Linked DNA regions of Mus musculus: region 2 is linked to region 1. A link is a contact called in public Hi-C data. All regions are on one chromosome and are shown on one strand. Each heading gives the region's core, a stretch centred on a gene start, on an enhancer-like site or on the middle of the called end of the contact. The rest is flanking DNA. Distances are from core to core; before and after follow the strand shown. Region 1 holds the start of Gorasp2 (golgi reassembly stacking protein 2). Region 2 holds the start of Atf2 (activating transcription factor 2).

What was found. A called contact is a pair of places that touch in the nucleus more often than the background predicts.
Region 2: a contact with region 1 is called in a Hi-C map of neutrophils, with 7 times the contacts expected there. The contact joins the promoter of Atf2 here to the promoter of Gorasp2 in region 1. A contact is called at or near these places in 3 of 484 Hi-C or Micro-C datasets (CD4 T cells, cerebral cortex and neutrophils).

Annotation. Positions count from the first base shown.
Region 1 is chr2:70,659,066-70,666,812 of GRCm38.p6, forward strand. It overlaps Gorasp2 (golgi reassembly stacking protein 2), which reads left to right and starts at 2,444. Exons shown (of 10, transcript NM_027352.4): 1 at 2,444-2,695. The coding sequence starts at 2,633.
Region 2 is chr2:73,886,712-73,894,218 of GRCm38.p6, forward strand. Atf2 (activating transcription factor 2) reads right to left here and starts at 5,928. Exons shown (of 15, transcript NM_001025093.2): 1 at 5,764-5,928. Gm10822 (a long non-coding RNA gene) reads left to right here and starts at 5,697. Exons shown (of 3, transcript XR_003953852.1): 1 at 5,697-6,028; 2 at 6,200-6,326.

The DNA of each region.
Region 1 (7,747 bases), core at 1,194-3,693:
TATATATACATACATACATACATATGTGTTTCTCTGTGTCTCTGTCTTCTGTCTCTCTCTCTCTCTCTCTCTCTCTCTCGTGTGTGTGTGTCACTGTGTACTCTGGTCTCACTTTCTAACTTATTTCCTTAAGACAGGGTCTCTAGGAACCTGGCACTAGGCTGGTAGCCAGCAAGTCCCCAAGCTCTTTCTGTGTCTACCTCCCCAGTTCTGGGGCTACAGACTCCTGCAGCAATGGGTTGGCTTTTTATGTGCATTCTGGAGATCTGAACTTGAGTCTTTGTGTTTGCCCAGTGAATGACTTCACCCTGAGCCATCTCCCAACCCCTAAGCTAAAACTTTGGCATCTGAACATATCAGTACCATGAAGGAGATTATTAACTGCCCAGCAGGATAAGATGATTATCAACAAATCTAGTTCTTATATTTATTGTCTTGTATTAAATATTGATTCTTTGCATTAGCTGCCAGGCACTCCAGTACATACCAGCAACATGCAACCAACTCTGCTGCACTCCCTGCTCTTGAGAAGTCATGTGACCACACCTTTCATTTATTTAACTATGGACTCGTGGGGTCTTTGAAAGATACTATAATTGGCTTATTAGCAGCAAAGAGAGACGTGGTAATTTATTTTCAATTTTTAAACAAAAATTGTTATAAAAAGGCAGGTCCTTGAGCAGTATAGAATACATAAGAACCCAAGATAAATACATAGTTACCACTCAGAAGTCCATAGTATAGCCCCTTCTCTTATCATCCCAGACAGTCCTATGTGGAGGAATGCACTAATGTATACTTTATTTTTAAAAAATCATTTTATATGCCTATAGGCTCAGTCTGTCTTCTAACTAGCTCCCTACCTCAGTAATTATCTTCCTTTTCATTAAAAGAAATAGTCTTCTCCTAAATCTAATATTCTAGCAACCATATTCAAGTTTCTCCAATTGCACCAAAAATGCCATTTACAAGCCAGGCACAGTGGCATATCTCAGCTACTCAGAAGGCTGAGGCAGGAGAGTCACTGGGAATCAGGGATTTAAGACTAGTCAGGAGAACACAGCAAGATCCCAGCTCTCTCTCTCTCTCTCTCTCTCTCTCTCTCTCTCTCTCTCTCTCTGTGTGTGTGTGTGTGTGTGTGTGTGTGTGTGTGTGTGTCTACACTGAGGCTGGAAGAGGGTGCTAGATCCCTTCGAGCTGAAGCTATAAGCATTATAGACAGTCTATTGTCGGTGCTGGGATCTGAATTCCCATTGACATGACTGAGCAGCCAACACTTTTAACCCGTAAGCCTCCTTCCTCTTCAGCCCTAGGAATTTTTTCAGATTGGCCTTCTGTTAGCTTTTTGTCAATGACAAAAAAACGACTTAAAGGAGAAAGAAAGATTTGTTTGGCTTGTAGTTTCAGTCCATAGCTGTTGGCTCCATTATTTTGGCAAAGCTGTTCATCTCGGGGCAGCTGTGAGGCAAAGAGAGAAAGTAAGCGGCAGGGTTCTACTCCCTACTTTAAGGACAGACTCCAACTTCCTTCTACAAGGTCCATCCCTTCAAGGTTCCTCCACCTCCACAGGCTAGGGACTATGAAACCTCTGGGCTTCACTCCAGATCCCAATGCAAGCTCTTCCTGGTATTTCTTAGTTTTGTCTATGGGTATCTCTTTCAGTCCAGTCTTCTTAATTTCATATGATTCTGATTCCATATGGCGAACTGGTCAGCTGTCGGGAAGAAAGGTCCCCGTACTGTATTCCCCTGGCTCTTTAGAGCACCACTCATTTGCTCCTCTACCTATCCTTTAAACTAGACTATCTAACTGGTGGCGTGTTGGGTTAACTATGAAAAACCATTTGGGACTAGAATACTTCAGAACCCTTAATAATAGCTCACACTGCAAAACACCAAAGACAGTCAACACCTGGATGGGACACCATTACTGAAAGTCAAACTATAGCATGGGGAGGAGACGGGGCAGGGAACACTGAGAGGGGTGCAGTGGGGCAACAGGCAAAATTCCAAGGAAATCCAACCCCTGCCCCTCGCTCCTGCGTAGCTCCGTAGTGTTCTATCAGGACGAGAAGAAAAACAACAAAACAGTAACCGCTTTTATTTCAGGGAACACTGCTCTTTATAAACGTGAGCTGAGAATACCTGATATTCCAACCCCAGAAAGGCACTGTGAACTATCCTCAGGTATACAATCTTATTAAACAAGACCTAAAACAAAGCAAGCGCCAGGCGTGCTCGGCATCTGCTCCCTTCCTCTCTGGCCTCTGGTCACCAGGAGGCGCTGCGACCAAATACCCTTCTGCGAAGGTAGAAACGCGCCGAGATAAGTCTTGTCTGCTCCGGGGCCCCGTAGCGAGCCGTCGCGTTCCGGGCTGTCTTTCCGCTTTCTCGCGCTCCCTGCCTCCGCCCGCTGCGCTCTTCCGATCGTTCCCTCCGGCTCCCGTCAGGGGGCGCTGTCTGCGGCGTGGCAGCGGCCGTGGCTGCCGGGCGACGATCTCCCGGCGGGCTGTGCGGCCCGGCTCGGGCTGCTGCAAGTGCCACGTCCCAAGAGCTACGCGGAGTCGCCAAGCGGGCGGTGCGCGAGGCGGAGCAGCGCTGAGCCGGCCGGGTCGTACGGATCGCCCGCCGCCATGGGCTCCTCGCAGAGCGTCGAGATCCCGGGCGGCGGCACCGAGGGCTACCACGTTTTGCGGGTAAGGCCCGGGGGGACGCCGGGGCGGCCAGGCCCGAGTCCGCGGAGCACCCTGGGCGCGGCTGCCGGCGACGTGGCCCGGGACCCACCACCCTGGCTCCTGGCCCTCCGCACGGCCTCGCCGCGCACTGGCCTGAGCTTCAGAGTTAGGAAGAGCAAGGGGCGCCGCCTCCAGAAGGAGCCGGAACCCGTACCTGTGTTCTCGGGGAGGGTGACGGAGCCACAGGCTAAGCGGAGATGTCACGACCGGTGTCGGTTCATCTCGGCTACCCCTGGATGCTTGCAAGGGCCACCTGGACAGGGAAAGGAGCACGAACGGCCTCGGGCTAGATTTGACAGACTTAAATTTAGTTGATTTTTGATAGGACTTTTCCGTTCCGGGTCGCTCCTGACCCTTCCAGATCTCTCCAACATTTCCTGGAGGAGAGGAACTTCCGTTCTTCTTTCTAAGATGAAATAGTCGGGGAGATTGAGGTTTAGGTCCGCGGAGGAGAGTTTCCAAAATAGCCAGGCTTGATGAGGAAACGCAGCGCCAGACACCAGGGGTCAAAGACACATCCGCCTGTGAACGGTCCTTTCCTCGTGGAACCAGGAATGTGGTGACACCTGTGTGAGTGCTAACATGGGCTGTGAACAGAGTGGCCTCAGTCTGCATCGCCATTTAGGGACAATCTTCTCTGAGAGTGTGCTTGCTTACCTTCATTTTCTGCCCTGGGTCGCATGTTCTGAATGAGATAACGTTTTAAAATAGCCCAGATACCTGAACGATAGGACTGTGATTGGTCACCTGGTTGTCGGGATTGTGGTTGTCTCTCCATTCCACTCAAAAGAGACTTTTGAAGCCCTTGTTTTTCCAGGGTGTTTCTTCATATGCCATATTACTTTCCTATTTCCTTCAGCTAACCAAACTCCTAAATCCCACACTAATAGGAAACACAGGAGAAAGAACTGCTTCATCCCGGGTTCGTAGGAAAATTAATGGCGATGCTTTTTCATCTGGTCTGATTCTGAGTTGACTCATGTGAGGTGTATTATCCTGTTACTTGCAGATTCTGAGTGTGGCCATGAACCCTTAGGGAGCTGCAGTATTTTTATTATAATAAACACCCAGGGAAACCTAGTAAGACACATTAGTGTTAATGAGTAGGAAAAAAAAATAGTCTTTAGGGTCTTAGATGGATCTTCATGTCAACAGAACTTCAGTTTAATGAGCTCATTCCTATGGAAGACAGTTGAAGTATGTCGTCTTCATAGGTGTGCTTCGGAGGATTTCTGAGTGCACACATAGTTAGTACAGGTGTGTTATTACTCTCTTCCTTGAGCTTTAGAAATAGTAGGGGCAGCCCCAGTTACCAGTCTGCATCTGGAGCACAAATGTTACAAAATATGAAATCATTGTATAGAGGGTATAAACCAAGGGAGCTTTAGTGATTATGTCATGAAAGCAAATGTTTTTAAGTTTTTAACCCTCTCTCTCCCTGATTTTGCCACTCATTGCCTTACCTCTGTTTTCAGAGAGAAAAAAAGAGTTCTCTCCCTCCTATCCGTTGCTTCCTAAGGCATGGTGGTACGTCCCACTACAGACCCCGATCTTGTGAGCCAATGTGTCTATAGCAGGAAACTTTTGAGATAAACTCACCCATGTTTGAACTGATGTAATTTCACTTTCTGTGGTAACTACCAGTTTGCTGGCCGTTCACTTGTTAGTGGTAAAAACACTATTTGCTCTTCTGATGCCCGTATCTGCTGCTATCTTACAGGAATCCACATAATCAAGTAAACTTGGAGAGATTATTTTCAGTACTTACTGCTCAGCTCTGCTTTACAATCTTTGGGCAATCGGAAACAGACCCAGCAATTACTCTAAGCAGAGTACTTTATCTTCTTAGGTGCTATGAATTTCTGTCTTCCTGTCTGTTCTCTTAGGTGGCGTATACGTGTTTTTTTCTGCCTTCCCGCATGGTTCGGTGCAATTGTGATCCCATTATATATTTACTGTTATCCCCATTGCAGAGGTGACTGACCACGGCAGGGTTTCTCCTGCGGTCATTCAGTGTGTTTTATGCAGAGAAGCATCTCTTCCCACACCTCATCTGCTTTTCTCAGGTTTTTGCTTCTTTGTGTAACTGGTGGAAGCATATGATACCTACTGTGACTGTGATGTTTCCTAACAGGGCCGTGAGGTTCACTGCATTGAGCTTCATAGGAGAATGTGGTTAACTAGCACCTCCTGGTGTTGAGCACGGAGTTTTCTGGTCTTTAATTCTTCAAAGGATATGTTCAGACCCTTAAATTCTTTTTGTTTCACTTGAATTATACATTCCAAAATTACAGACTTAACATTCTGTAAGTACTGATCTTCATTTTACTAAGTTGCTGTGTTTTCTGGTTATCCGTTCTTTATAGAACACTTAAACACATTTCAAGATAAAGTTTCATGAAATTGCACTGTCTAAAGGTAAATACTGCTGGAGTTTTTGTCTTTATTTTCCTGTGCTTTCCTCTACCCCCTATATATATGCCACAAAGGTTTTGAATGCTGTGGCATAATGAAGTTGAGTGTGGGCAAAATATATATTAGAGTGGGGTGTGGTCAACCACACCCATAATCCAGCACTTGTGAGGTAAGGCAGGATTGCCAAAAGTTGAAGACCAAGTTTGAGTACAAAATGAGTTTTAGGCTACTCTTAGTTACAGACTGAGACCCTGTTTAAAATCAAGAACAAATAAAGATAGATTAGTCATACAGCCTAAATAATTAGCAGTTTTATTTCTTGGTAAGTAAATTGGAACTAATTAATTAATCAGAAAGCTGTACTTTCAAGGAAAAGTTTATCAAACACCCTGAATATTTTCAAAAGTTATTTTTTAAAAGTGGGTACTTAGGCCGAAGAGATGGCCCACTGGTTAAAGTCACATACTGCTCTTGGAGAAGACCCGTGTTCAGTTCCCAGCATCTAAATTGGATGGCTCACAAATGCCTATAACTTTAACTGTAAGAGTTATACCTCTGGCCTGTGCAGGCATATGCACATACCACTGCCAAAGTGAACTCTGTAGTACACACCTTTATTCCCAGCACTCTGGAAGCTGAGGCAGGCAGATCTCCGAGTTTAAGCTCAGCCTGGTCCATATTTTGAGTTCCAGACTACTTGTGTCACAGAGTTTAAAGAAATGTTACTTTTAAAATCCAAACAATAGGCTAGAACTATGTATCACTTTTTACAGACAATGTGTCCTTAGGGCTTCTAGGTTTTATAGAAGTACTATAGGCTGCCTCCTACAGTCCCTGTATGTTGAATGCCAGATTCTTGCTTCCATTTGACATTTGTTATTAAGTGAGTCTAACAAAGCCATTCTCAAAAGTTTCATCTTTAGAGTGGTCTCTTAGATGGCCATTATAAATTTTAAAATTCTGGCCTTACATAACACTCTGAGAAAGGAGCTCTCCAAGGACATTGTGGACCCAGCGCTCACACTAGTTTGGGGAAATGCTGTTTTACTCTGTTGACTGATGGGCCATTGATACGCTTTGCATCTCCACTGTAATCAGAAGCCTAACCCAAGCTTGCTGCAGACTCCACAGTAGTTACGTGCTAACTTCAAAGTGCAAAGTGACTGTAAATTAGTCCTGTAGAAAGAACACCTGGACCATTGGGTGGAGCTGCCCTATTTTAGGGGTGCCTCACTGACAAAGAAGCCCTGTTACAGGGGACTACTTTTTTGACAAACTCATAAACAACTGGGCTACTTAATGTTGTTTTCCAAATGTAATTATAATGCTATATAAGCAGGTCCCACCTGCAGATTCTGTCTCCCTCCCCGTTGATTTCTTCAGTTTAACACCAGGAAGCTTTTTAATTCATAAGCATTCTTTGAAATTACGTTCAAATGCAGGACACAGATGATTGCAGCTTCCTACAGCCCCAGATACACAATACATGAACCCAAGGGCACCTTTAAACATTGTATCACTGAACGTAAACTTTCTGTCCAAAGACTCAAGCAAGTTAATCTGGCGGGCTGGGCTCCTCACTGGCCAGATCTCCTGTTCTCCATTACCTGTGACTTTGGTAAAGATTCTGCGAAGTGCTGGTTCCATTGCCTTCGGGGCCAGCGCCACTGACACCACTGTACTTTTTTTTTTTTAAACCGTCTTTAATATTCTACTGAAAGGACTATATCCGCAGGATTCACTAACTTAAAAAAAATGTGAACTGGTAAATACTTGGGAAGTTCAGCATGTGCTTTGCAATCTGACTGCATATTGCGTGGGGAAATGTGATTATCTAGTAAAATGACTTGTTTCTTTAAAAGACACACTCAGAGTGGTTACTTTGAGAGACCGTATACTGCCCTGTTTGCATTGCAACTAAATTTTCTACACTAGGAAAAGGAATAATGCTGGCATTTTTCTTTCTCTTCTTCCCTTCACCCATACACACCTTTTGAAACCATGAAAACATATTTTCAGAAATGGGGAACCACATCGACTAGTGGGCATAGATACCCTGAGAGACTGTTCTGGTAGACCACTAGTGTCTAGTAGACACTGGGGAACTGGATTCCAGCCCCTGATGCTAGCTCGGCTGACAGCCTGTTTGTCTGAAAGTCGACTACAGCAGTGCCTTTGTCACCTTCGTCACTCAGTCCCACAGCACACATTAGACATAAATATTTGAAAACAAGTACTGTTAAATTATAATACATCCTACCCTTCGGTTATCCTGTGCATTAAGTGAGCTATTCCATGACACACTCTGGACTGTGGTAAAGACTCAATGAAGGTTAGCTGGTGGCCTTCTTACCAGCATTACATTATTGCCTAGTTTGTGAGATCCACTCTTGCAGTAGTAATAAACAGTTTCAGCAGTGTTCCTTTCTAATCAACGTGTAGCTACTTTCTGCATGTGTGCCTAGCCCAGTATATGCTGCTATTTGAAACAAGTTTGGAGGGAATTAACAAGGTGACTTGCTAGGCACCTGTGTCCGTGCACAGGCCTGTCAACCTGAGCTTGGTCCTTAGCTCCCACAAGACAGCAGGAGATAAATG
Region 2 (7,507 bases), core at 4,678-7,177, 3.2 Mb after region 1:
TTATAAATTCCTAGGGAATTTTGTTATCAAAACTACGAAATAAATGACAGTTGTACTGTCTTCAAGTCACATCATAAGTATGCCTGAAGGGACCATAGGAGACGAGAATTTCTGAATGAACTTTCATAGTAAACACCATAACATTGCATTGAATAAACAACAACTGTTAGCATTCTGTCTACACCCCACTCCACAGTTACTTGTCAATAGTCAGGTATGCTCCTCCCCACAGTTACCTGGCAGCAGCCAGGTAGGCCTGACCCACTATAAAAGGGGCTGCTTATCTCCTGCTCCCTCTTACCCTTGCTCCCTTTTGCTCCTCTCCCTCTCCCCATACCCTTCCCACCTCTCTCCACATGGTCATGGCTGGCCTCTACTTCTCTATTCTCTCCTTTTTGCCTTTCTCTGCCTCTACTACCCTCTTAATTCCCCTCCCCATGCCCTGAATAAACTCTAATCTATACTATACTGTCATGTGGCTGGTCCCTCCAGGGGAAGGGATGCCTTGGCATGGGCCGGCTGAGATATCCCCTTCCCCCATACCTCACTACACTCTCATAGAACATATCTTATATCTCTTTATCTTTTTATAAACACATCAACAACTCCCTGATGTAGCTGTGAGCACTGATATACATTAATCAAATGAGCAAAAGGTTAAGTGTTATTCTCCTTAAAGAAAACTGAGACACCAGTGGTAGATGACACTTTTGATTCCAGCCCTCAGGAAGCAGAGGCAGGTGGTTCTCCAAGTCTGAGGCCAGCCTGGTCTACAGAGTGAGTTCCAAGACAACTTAGGCAACTCAGAAAAACCCTGTTGGCAGGCAGGGGGAAACTGAGGCACAAAAAACCAATTTGACTAAGCATAACACAGCTCACAATTTGGGTACTAACAACTACCCTAAAACAACATTCATTGTGCCAGAATATATGAAAGAAAATTTAGTAGTAATTCCTTGAAATCTGTAATTCAGAAAGTGGTCCATAAATTAAAACTAATAAATTCAATGAGCAAAGTATACAAAATTTAAGTAGTGATATTATTAGGCTTTTGTAAACAAAACAAACTGATAAATGACAGAAAATATAATAAAATAGGTATTTGTCCAAATACATAGGTCATTGTTCATAACTATAAAATTATATGGTCAACTATATTATGATTTTGAAACTACTGAACAATATAACTTTTTTCCAGTAATAACTCGCAGTCAAGTAATCATATCATATTGAAAATCATAACCACAAGTTAACAAAATGATGGCAAAGGTAGCACACTCACACTAAAACACCAGTGTAAGTAAGCCTCCTTCTGGGAGAAAGCAAAAGTCCTGGCAACTCCACAAATACTTATATTCTCTGATAAGTATTTCCACTGAGCTTATTATATTATAGAATCAACTCAAAGGAAAAAAACGGTAGCAAATACTACAAAGTTTATACAAAAGAAAAATACAGGAATACACACACAGTGAAACATTGTCTCAAAAAAACCCAAAACCGTTCATTAATTCAACGTTAAAATCAGAAAGGGGAAAAAAAAGCAGAGCAAGCTACATGAGATTCTGTCTTCAAAATTAAAATTATTAAAAATTAGCTAGACAGGGTGGCTAATGGCTGTAATCTCAGGACTTGGAGGCTGCTGCAAGATTGCCATAGGTCTGAGGCCATGAGTTCCAGCAGCCTGGATTACAGAGTGACATCCTATTTCAAATAAATAACAAAAATTTAAATCAATTTTCTTCCATTTAGGCATTTAATACTGAGAAATTTATTAAGTGGCTTAAGTGGCTCGGTTAACTACATAATCAATCAAACATCACAAAACGAATATAATAGAAAACTATAAAGCTAGAAAAGGTAAAACTAAATGAGTAAAGATAGAAAACTGGTATGCAAAGTTCCATTAGACAAAATGAAAACATGTTAGAGAACATACTGAAAAAATCAAAAGTGGCGCATGCCTTAAATCCCAGAACTAAGGAGGCAGAGGCAGGCAGATCTCTGAGTCTGAGGCCATCTAGTCTACAGAGTGAGTTCCCAAACAACCAGGGCTACACAGAGAAACCTGTCTCAAATGAACAAAAACAACAGAGTAACAAAACAAAAGGTTAGAAAGAAAAGCTAATGGTACAGATGAATGTAAACATATACTACGAAAATTAACTCAAGTCCATTTACTATTTGCCAAGCATAATTACTGTTTTTCTAAGAACCTTCTAAAGGATCACAAGTCACTCACTACTATATTTCAAGTGTTTTTGTTTTTGTTTTTGATTTCTTGGATATTAATGTGGGGAAAGGCTGACAATTAGCAGTTAAAATATGGACCCAAGTAAATATACCTACACTCTCAAGATACAGTCATACCCCATGTTGTCCCCTGACCCCAAAGGAGCAGGATGAAGAGAAGAAATAATTATTTTAGAGGTAGTGATATGGCTCATCCAGCAAAACATTTGCCATGCAAACCTGACAACCTGAGTTCAATACCCATAATGCATGTAAGGTAGAAAGAAAAAGCTACCTCCATAAAGTTGTTCTGTCCACTAAACCCAAGTTGTAGCATGTACATGCCAATACAAGCACATTATACACATATACAATAGCAAATAAAACATACATTTAAATCCCTTTATGATTATAAAAAAGAACAAAGTAAGCATCATAGACTATCTTAAAATAAAAATATGTTTGAGGTTTGTCAATAAAAAATGAGAAGGTATATATATCACATACAAGTTTATAATTGTATATTTCATGTAATATGAAACACGTATTACAATTACCAATGGCCTTAAAGACTCATGCATTCTTCTATTTTCTATGAAATGATACCTTACTTTAACTCTTTAACTTTAAGAAACATAACAAAGAAAGTGTTTTTCTGCCATTTCCCCCCACAGACAAAAATAGTAATAGGGATCACTATATCTTCAACATTAGAGTTACATATAGGGCTAATGAGATGGTCCAGTGGGTAAAGCTCTTGCTGTTGAGCCTTATGACCAGGGTTCTATCCTCAGAACCCATGTGGTGGAAAGAGAACATTTACTCTTCAATGTTGTCCTTTAATCTCCATAAATATGCTATCATCCACACAGGCAAGAAGGCAGACAAGCAGTTAGACACATATAACTGTAAAATAAAAAAATTACATAAATAGATTTTGAGAAATGTATATCTCAATAAAAAAGAGCACACCTTTTAGTCCCAGTGGTCAGGAGGTAGAGGTAGGCAGGATCTCTGTGAGGTGGAGGCCAGCCTGGTCTACAAACAAGTTCCAGGATAGCCAACTACAGAGATAAGCCATGTCTGGAAACAACAAAATAAAAAGAGCTTTCCTAGCACGGTAGAAAAGCAAACAAAGGGCTGGAGAGATGGCTCAGCAGTTAAGAGTACCTGTTGTTCTTGCAGAGCAGCTGGGATAAGTTCCCAGCACCCACATGGTGGCTCATAATAATATGTAACTCTAGTTTTAGAGATTCAGGATTTAAGATGGTCTCTAAGGGCACTGCCCATAAATGGTACACATACATATATGCAAGCAAAACACAAAAATAAATAAATCTTAAAAACAAACATAGAACATGTTCCATTTCAGACAAGATTTCAGTCTATAGAAATAGATGTGAATATAAGATAGTCACAAAATGTTAAAACCATTGACTATATGACAGGTGGTTTTGTAGGCTACAAGTTAATACAGGGAGTACTATATGTATTAATTTCATACAGGTCAGTTGAATCATCCAATCACTTTCATTGAATTATCTAATTACTTTCATTGACTTCTAATCAAGGAGGGTTCCAATACAAATTTTTTTGTTTTGTTTTGTTTTCGAGACAGGGTTTCTCTGGGTAGCCCTGGCTGTCCTAGAACTCACTCTGTAGACCAGGCTAGCCTTGAACTCAGAAATCCGCCTGCCTCTGCCTGGGATTAAAGGCGTGCGCCACCACGCCCAGCTTCCAATACAAATTTTGCTTTAAATATAAGACTTACTTTTCTAAGGGCATTTCAATAAGAGTAACAAAAGAAAGTGATACCAGTTCACAGAAACACATATCATTTTGGAAGAGACTAAAGTCAAAAATGAGTGGAAACAGCATGTAAGGTAAAGTTATTTACTAGATCTAGCAATATAATTGATTAGGAGAGTACAGATAATAATTAAAACTCAAGTTTTCAAGTTTTCTTAAAAATAAAAAAAAACAAAAACAAACCTAGATTTCTTGACTTAATGTTAGTCATGAAATATTTAATGGATAGTATCATTTCAAAACAATATAGCTTTAAAATTTTAAAATACCCATGAAAACATCTCTAAACATCTCTCCAATTATTTATTAATGATTTTAAGACCTAGAACCTTAATTATCACTCAACTATCGATGGCCTTAAAGATCCATGTACTTAGTTTTCTTGGCTTATATAGGATATGTTTTTAGCATACTCTACAAAATATTTCTATACTTTTGAAAAAAGTTTATTGCAGGGATTCTTCAAATAGGTTTAGCAAATTTAAATACAAGACTCTTATTTCATCTAGAGTTAACTGTTTTAAAATAAGCCTTTATAAAGTCTTACCATTTGGGTGCTAGAGACCCAGGCCATTTGGCGCTAAATGAGTAGTATTCCTGGAACGGTTATTACTTGACAATGGCCAAGGGTTAAGAATTTCTTCAAACAGGACAAACTGAGCTCAGAACAGTCCGTGTTTGGTCAGATGTTAAAAACAGCATTACCTGCATCTGGTGTGAACGTGTCCCTAGTTTATAATCCCCAAGAAACTGTGACTTCCACAAGGTAAACTAGGTATTAGTCGATGGGCCTAGAGTCTATCATGAGTATCCCTTTTACTCAATTATACTGGTGGTAGTTTTACTCGACCTTCCCAGTTTAAGAGTCTCCATTAAAGAAGAGACAATTTTATAATACCTATGTGCATAAAAATAGTTCCCATCTCCTCCAAGGTCTGGTTCAATGAGTGAGCATCCCGGGGAGACATACACACATCTCTCCCTACCTCTCTTCCTTGTCCCTGGGGTAATAAAAGGCACAGATTATTTTCCTACAAAAGCTCTGCAGAACACCGGTCGAAGTAAATGGGGTGTGGGGGGGAATAGCAGAATCAACCTGCACCCACACCTCAGCCCCGCCCCACCTGGAAAGGGGGGGGTGGCGGCGGCGGGAGTGTGAGGGCGGCAGAAAGGACAGAAAAGGCCGAGACCACCAGCAGGTTCTCCATTACCATTGGCTCCATCACGTTCCACCGAGGCCAGAGACCCTTGCTTCCCAATCCTTCAACGCACCATCCCAAACCCTCGATCGCCCGAGTCCCCGGTGGGGAGCCCAGCGTGGGCCCTCTGGGCAGCGCGATCAAGGACTAGCGGCGGGGGTCTCCCCGACAGATGGGCGGATCCGAAGGGCGCCTCGGGGACCTCTCAAGTGACCACACCAGAGGAGAAGTCGGAGGGAGGGGTCGGAGAAGAGCCGTTATTCCTTCTCGCTCAGGCTTGGGAAAGCGCGCGAGGGAGGGGCCGGCCGGAGCCGCAGCGCGTTACCTAACGGTCCGGTCGCTCCGCCAGACCAGAGGCGGCAACGCGGCCACCGCCGTCCGTAGGGTTGGGGTCCACAGCAGGGGCGCAAAAGGGGTGGGAGGCGGGGGGTGGAGACTACAGGCAGCGACGTCGCCATGTTAGCACCTTCTTCCTCTGCATCCCTACAACCTCCAAGCCCGTGGCCCTTCCACCATTACTCACCTTTCCAGGTCACTAATTCATGGTCCTGCCAGCCACCCGCGAGCCCGGAGGCCGGCCGTGTTTACAAACTAGCCCCGGAGGAGAGGGCTGAATCGCACTTTAAAGGCCACGGGCTCCCACAGGCTTCCGTCCTCTCTCGCGAGATCCGACTGACAAACCTTCTCCCCGCCCCACTCCCGGCATCCCTGCCGCTTTCTTCTTGCGCCCCTCCCCTTCACGCACACGCCCCTTCCTGCTTTCCACCGAGGGAGCGCCCGCGGGTCAGGTGACTCCGTCGTGCCTCGGAAAAAGGGCGGGTCTTCAGGAGGGCGGGGGCGGGGAGGCGGGAACCAAAGAACACTCGGACGCGAGTGATTGGGCGAAAAGCACGAAAGGCGGGAAGCAGGTCCAAAGGGGCGTGGCCAAGGTGCCCAAGGACCGTTGTTTCGGTAACCAGGGAACTGCAGAAAGCTGTGATTGGCAGCCGTCGGGAGGCGGGCACGAGAAGCTGCACCGGATCTGGGGCGCGCGCGCAGGTGGCGGAGGAGCGAGCAGGAGGGCGTGGGCGGTGTGAGAGAAGAAAGGTGAGGTCGGGGAGCCTAAAGGAGCCCAGCCCTGGCGCCGGATGTCTCTGTCGTATTGGTTTCTGACTTCGCTAGGGATATGAGACTATGAAGGGAGAAGCGCTTCTGGACCACTCTCCGTGTACCGAGAAGCCAGAGCTGGAGAGAGAGCTACGCTTAAGGTTTTGGAGAGTCGGGGTTTGCCAGTCATCACCTCCGCCCCCATGTGCACACTGAAGCAAAATAAGTCAGCCCTGCGTAGAAAATAGAAACCTTTTCTTAGAGAGTTCTTTGTTCGGATTTTACTAAGCCAGAACTGGAGCCGATCTTCCCCACCACCCTATGTCAAGTATATGGTATATTACATACGAGTATGTTCAAAGGCAGTGATCAAAAGGAAATACACCGTCTTCCACCCCCATGTCACCATATTTTAAAACAAAGCAACGATCTTTTTCCTAGAGAAAAATTCTTGTAATTATGAGTGTTTCTTTTATCAAATTTCCTTTACTTAGTTAGATATAAAAATACAAATTTCAGGGACCGAAGAGATGTCTCAGCGGTTAACAGTACTGGATGCGAGCCGGGCGTGGTGGCTCACGCCTTTAATCCCAGCACTCGGAAGGCAGAGGCAGACGGATTTCTAAGTTCAAGGCCAGCCTGGTCTACAGAGTGAGTTCCAGGACATCCGCAAGTAACCCTTAAGCCGTCTATAACTCCACTTCCAGGGTACCTGACGTAGAATTAAGAAATTAATTAAAATTATTAATTTCAATAGAATCACTTCATTCATTTAAAGCTTAAGAGATCGGTATTAATTTTTTTATTTTTTTAAATTTTCGAGGCAGGGTTTCTCTGTGTAGCCCTGGCTGACCTGGAACTCACTCTGTAGACCAGGCTGGCCTCGAACTCAGAAATCCGCCTGCCTCTGCCTCCCAAGTGCTGGGATTAAAGGCATGCGCCACCACGTCCGGTTTGGTTAATGTTTTAAGGAGGACTAAAGGACGCCAATGAGAACCCAGCAGAGAAGAGGCATTCTTCCCACAATATTTTCCTTTGCTCTATAAATTGTAGTGCCAAAGAAATGCCTGTTAATGTAGGAAGTAGGTTTCAAAAAAACTAGGGGGCGGGGCGGGGGAAGGAACTGGACAGATGGTTAGGAGTGCTTGCTGATGTTGCAGAGCACCCAAGTTTAGTTTCCT